2 separate regions of the Mus musculus genome follow, and region 1 is linked to region 2. Evidence: chromatin contacts called from public HiChIP or PLAC-seq data. All regions are on one chromosome and are shown on one strand. Each heading gives the region's core, a stretch centred on a gene start, on an enhancer-like site or on the middle of the called end of the contact. The rest is flanking DNA. Distances are from core to core; before and after follow the strand shown. Region 1 has its middle 3.0 kb from the start of Gm41955. Region 2 has its middle 3.3 kb from the start of Lgr6.

Region 1 (2,750 bases), core at 179-2,678, 96 kb before region 2:
GGGATAAAACTCAGGACCCCATGCACTCTGCCTCTGAGTTACACTGCAGCTGGGCACTAAGGTAGGACTGGGAGGACTTTGTAGGCTGAGACAGGGATCATTTAAATCCACCAGTTCAAGGGCTGTCTGGGAACATAGTAAGAATTTATCTCAATAAATACATTAGCTGGGGTGATAGCACACGCCTTTAAGCTCAGCACTCACGAGTCAGAAGCAGATCTCTCTGAGTTCAAGACCAACCTACATAATGAATTCCAGACCAGCCCACACGACGTAGTGAAAGTGTCTCAAAACCAAACCAAACCCCAAACAAAACACCCTGAAATTAAAACGAAAGCCAGGTAGTGGTGGCACAAACCTTTCATAACGGTAGAGGCAGAAGCAGGTGATCTCTGAATTCGAGGCCAGCCTGGTCTGAACAGAGGGTTCCAAGACAGGTCGGGATACACAAAGAAACCCTGTCTTGAAAAATCAAAAAATAAAAATAAAGTTTAAAAAATAATCAGCTAAACAAATAAATAAATAACCCATAGGAAGCTTTCCCAAACATACACATATTCTTAGTGCGATGGGAGAAGCAGATAAGGTGGTATGGAGTCCTATGGTGCATCGTGTACCCAAGCCAACCTCTCTCTGGCTCCTACCCTACACTTGGCTTTCCCACCTCAAAGGGGCCTGGGCTTCAGCATGGCCTGAGGGAGGAGAGACGCAACCATGGTCTCCTAGATTTTTTTTTTTTTTTATGTGTGTGTTTTGAGACAGAAACTTTCCATGTTGTCCAGGCCAGCCTGAAACTCCAAACTCCCCTGCCTCAGCTTCTCAGGAGCTGGAATTACAGGTATGTACCACCACATCTCACTCTGAACGTTGGACCTGTGAGAGTCTGGGTCCCGCTGGGAATGATAAAGAAGACTTATTGTACTCTCTGCCCTGTTTCCCTGGCCATCAGCTTCTAAGTCCTGTAGGGGGCAGGGCCCCAGTGATGGGAGGTGTCTTCTCAGGACACAGGGATTTGTCTTCCTAGCAAGGTCTGCACTCCCACTGAGGGCCTCTGCCATCTGGGATGGTCTCAGAGCGGGGCTTATCATCTGAAGCACGCTCAGGGGCACCATGCAAGAACAGAGCCAGGCATATACCTGTAAACCCAGCATGGTAGTAGACATTGTAATCCCAGCACTCAGGAAGCTGAGGCAGGAGGACTGTGAATCCCAAGAAGCTGCTCTAGAGAATAAAGGTCCCGCCTCAAAACCCAAAAAGATGGCTAATGGCTCAGGTGGCCAGAAAAGGCTCGGCACCTGTCCCTTAACATGTTGGTGCAAGCAACAGGACCCCAGGAACCCCCAGACTGCACTTTTTAGCCCTGGTTTTAGCAAAGGCAGTTGCATGGAGATTCTGCTGGTCTCAGGCCCCTCCCTGTGATGAGGGCCCGGGAGGCGGAGCAGAAAGACAATCAGGCCTTTGCTAGGCCAGGCTGGGGATTTAGCACTGGGCTCCCATTAGCCTGAGAAGCTGTTATTCTAGAACCTGATAACTGCCTGGGCTGGGCTGAGCCGCTGATAAGAGGCAGCTGTTTGAAGTCCAGAGTGATAACAGCTTCAGAAAAAGTCAATTAAGGCAGTGGGAAACATGGGTTAAGGTCACCAGCCTTGCCCGTGCGCCTTTCAACAATTCTCTCAACACAGCACTTAACTCCCAGATCAGATAGCCCAGCACGATGAGGGGGCTCACGGCCACCGGTTTCCAATGGTCAGGCACTATCTCAATGTTGGTGGGTGTCCTTATGCATGAGCTCTGTTGTTGCTGATGGGAGCCTATCAGCAGCCTTCTTGACCTCACTTCTTCTCAAAGGCATTCACTCTGTCTGTATACATGCACTTCCCAAATATGTAGAGTGCTCAACTTTGTGGCAGACACAGTTCTGGGCACCAGAAAGTCAGTGGGGAAGTAAGTCAGCAAGCGCCCCGTCTGTTCTCCCAGGGCTCATGATCTGGATGGCTGGAGAAAAACAATGAACCACTAACTGTGGTGGGTGGTGGAGGCAAAGGAGGAAATGCCAAGGAGAGGCAGAGCAGGGTAATCAGGCAGAGAGCGCTGGACTGCTGTCTGGGAGTCAGAATGACCTTTCCGAAGAAATGTGGTGGCTAAGAATGAGGCAAGACAGACAGACTTTCTAGGGAGGAGAGATGGGTGCAGAGGCCCTTTGGTGGGAACTGGGGCTGTCTGGAGGTGTGTGAGAGAGACAGACCATGAAGGTGGGCAGAGGGTAAATGTAGGTGGCAGGGTGGGCAGGATTTGTTGAGAGGTGACTTGGCTGGGGTTATGGCTCAGTGGTCTGCCATGCTGGAGACCCTGGGTTTAATCCCCAGCACCATTGTCTTTTATTGGAGGGAGGGGGCTAGAGAGATAGCTTGGAGGATAGGAACACTTGTTGCTCTTCCAGAGGACCTGTGTGCAGTTTCTAGCACCCACATGAGGCTGCTCACAACCATCTGTAACTCTAGTCCCAGGGGATTCAAAGCCTCTGGCCTTCTTGGGCAATTATATCCTCGTGCACATACCCATATGGAGACACACACACACACACACACACACAGACAGACAGGCACAGACAGACACACACACAGAGACAGGCAGACACACAGAGAAAGAGAATGAGAGATAGTCACACACATATGTACACAGAGAGAGAGGGTAATACACACACACAACAGAGAGACAGACAGGCACATACAGACAGGCACACACAGAGA
Region 2 (3,126 bases), core at 86-2,585:
TTCTCTCAGGTCATCATTCTCAGGAGCAGTTGGCCCTGGTGGAGGAGAGCCCAGCTGATAACATGCTGGCAGCCTCACTCTTCCCTGTGAGACGATGCTGAGCCTGCAGCCCTGCTTGATTATTTGTGCTTCCCTGCCTGGGGTTGGGGCTGGGTCCTAGGGGCTTATAGCACAGATGGACTATGGTCAGGAGACTCCTTAATCCCTGGGAACCAACAAACTGTGCTCTGCAGGGTGGGCCGTCTGGTCGCGACCATGTGGTGCTGACTGGCTCGGCCGGACCAAAGGAACTCTGGGAAATGGTGTGGGAACATGGCGCCTATGTGCTTGTCTCCCTGGGTCTGCCTGATACCAAGGAGAAGGTGAGGCGAGTGGAGGGACAGTATGTGTTGCTCCAGGAACGGGGCGGGGAGAGGAGTAGTATATGGTGTTGTTTGCTGTTCAGCTAGGGCATGGGTGGAAATTTTGGAAGCTGACTGTTTTGGTCCTAGCCACAAGACATCTGGCCAATGGAGATGCAGCCTATTGTCACAGACATGGTGACAGTGCACAGAGTGGCTGAGAGCAACACAGCTGGCTGGCCCAGTACCCTCATCAGAGTTATACATGTAGGTGTTGAGATCTCAGGGCTTGGGGCAGAGGGCAGTGATATGAGAATCCCATGCTGACTTCCCTCTGCCACCCTCCTGGAGCACTAATGCTGGTATTGCCCTTCCTCCAGGGGGACAGTGGGACGGAAAGGCAGGTTCAATGCCTGCAGTTTCCACACTGCCAGACTGGGAGTGAGCTCCCAGCTAACACCCTACTGACCTTCCTTGATGCTGTGGGCCAGTGCTGCTCCCGGGGCAATAGCAAGAAGCCAGGGACCCTGCTCAGTCACTCCAGGTGCCATCGACAAACGTCATGTGTTAACTTGGGTTATGGGTCAAAGGGTCTCCCAAGGCTCCGTCTCTTCTGCTCCATTTGCAGGGATTTGGTAGGGCTCTCTCTAGCCTGGCTGGCCAATCAAGTGCCTAGCATTATTTCCTAGTCCTTAGAACTAATCTTGGTTTCCCCATGTGCCTGGACACTACCCCATCTCCAGAGGTCCCACATCTAACTCTAGGTCACTTACAGCAAGGTCACATACCAGCTGGGCACCTTCTTGGCTATGGAACAGCTGCTACAGCAAGCAGGGACCGAGCGCACAGTGGATGTCTTCAGTGTGGCCCTGAAGCAGACACAGGCCTGTGGCCTTAAGACCCCAACGCTGGTGAGAGGCAAAGAGGGAGGGGCTTACTGTGAAAGGGATCAAAGACAGGCCTGGTCTTGTCCCAGCCACAGATGACTATTAGGTTACCACATCCAGGTCACCACTAGGTGGCTCTGTGGACCACCGTGCCCTGTCCAGAAGGAGTAGGGGTTAGGAGAACCCTGGGAGCCTTCTCTGTCAGGTTTGGGCAAGTAGGTAAGGTTTCTTGCCTGTGTCTAACCAGGAGCAGTATATCTACCTCTACAACTGTCTGAACAGCGCATTGAGGAACAGGCTGCCCCGAGCTAGGAAGTGACCTGTGCCCTGCTAGGCATCACGTTCCAGCAAATCCACCCAGGCCTGGCTTCCCCAGGAGAACAGATCTATCGGCCTCACGCTGTCAAAGGGCAGAGTCTGGGAATAAAGAGACATGGTCAAACTCATGGTTGTGTCTGCTTCTGCATCCTTCAATCTAGGGCATGGGTGACAGCCGGAGCTTGGTCTAGCTAAGCCTGTTGGCTAAAGCTGGCATACTCTTGACTATTCCCAGCTATTCCCTGTTCTCTAACCTTCTGCTTTTCCAGTGTATTCAGACATCAAACTTTCTACCTGTCTTAGTTACGGTTTCCATTGCTGTGAACAGACACCATGACCAAGGTAGCTCTTATAAAGGACATGATTTAATTGGGGCTGGCTTACAGGTTCAGAGGTTCCGTCCATTATCATCAATGTGGTTCGCATGGCGGTGTTCAGGCAGGCATGGCACTGGAGGAGCTGAGAAATCTACATCTTGTTTCAAAGATAAACAGAGAACTGGCTTCCAGGCAGCTAGGATGAGGGTCCTTAAAGCCTATGCCCACGGTGACACACTTCCTCCAACAAGGCCATATCTCCAAATAGTGCCACTCCCTGGGCCAAGTATATTCAAACTACTCCTAACATCCTGCGATGCTGAGCCCTATTTACTTATTGTTCTTTCTCCATTTTTCTCATCTGCCACTGGACCCCCTTGTCTATCTCCAGGGGCTATCCTCAGTCACTGTAGGCTCCTTGCCAGAGTAGAGGTGCTAATGCCACACTGTGACCCTTAAGTAAGGAACCAGGGGTGGCTCTGGTTGAACCTGTCAAGTTTCCCCCATTCCTGCACTGTCTTCCTTTCTTTTATACAGGCCACGCCCATGGCAGCAGTAGCCAGGTTTCTCATTGGCTAACTTGGTTCTTAGCCGTATGCAAGGGTCCGATGGTCTGCTTCGGTGAAGAAGTGGAAGGAAAGCTTTATGGGTCCTGGGAGGTAGTCAGTTTGTAGAATTCTTGCCTTGTATGCATGATATCCCGGTCCAGGGTTTGATCCCCTAATAGCGCATAGACTATGCATGGTAGCCCATGACTGGAATCCCAGCACTCAGGATGTAAAGACAAGAAGATCCGAACTCAAGATCATCCTTAGCTACATAGCAAGGGTGAGGCTAGCCTGGGCTACAGGAGATCCTGACTCAAGAAACAAAAGTAACAAAAAAACCCTAAGTAACAAAAGGGGGCGCTGGGCTGTCAGAAGCTCAATGGGCACCAGTGCTTGGTGCCAAACCTGATAACCTGGGCTCAATCTCTGGGACACATATGGTGATGGAGAGAATGGACTCCCACCGATTGGTCTCTGGTTACATACTTACGTCATGTGCCATGGCACATGTGCCCATGCTACCCTTACACAAAATGTGTGTGTGTGTGTGTGTGTGTGTGTGTGTGCCTGCATGTATGTCTGTGTGAGAGTGTCAGATCTTGGAGATACAGTTGTGAGTTGCCACGTGGTTGCTGGGAATTGAACCTGTGTCCTCTGGAAGAGCAGTGCTCTTAACCACTGAACCGTCTCTACAATCATACCCATACACAAGACA

What was found. HiChIP or PLAC-seq counts read pairs in DNA pulled down with a chosen protein or histone mark.
Region 1: a contact with region 2 is called in an H3K27ac HiChIP or PLAC-seq map of embryonic stem cells, with 6 read pairs. The contact joins two enhancer-like sites. A contact is called at or near these places in 2 of 115 datasets of contacts at active chromatin or transcription factors (embryonic stem cells and pancreatic cancer cells) and 1 of 9 other capture datasets (pancreatic islet).

What each region holds. Positions count from the first base shown.
Region 1 is chr1:135,203,684-135,206,433 of GRCm38.p6, reverse strand. No RefSeq gene overlaps it. Among named protein-coding and RNA genes, the nearest start is that of Gm41955, 3.0 kb to the right of the region's middle. Within about 2 kb of position 1,428, at least 11 of the 459 cell types and tissues checked have an H3K27ac peak or open chromatin away from gene starts, as enhancers often do. A contact at or near this core is called in embryonic stem cells, where this site is marked.
Region 2 is chr1:135,107,045-135,110,170 of GRCm38.p6, reverse strand. It overlaps the pseudogene Ptprv. Among named protein-coding and RNA genes, the nearest start is that of Lgr6, 3.3 kb to the right of the region's middle. Within about 2 kb of position 1,335, at least 21 of the 459 cell types and tissues checked have an H3K27ac peak or open chromatin away from gene starts, as enhancers often do. A contact at or near this core is called in embryonic stem cells, where this site is marked.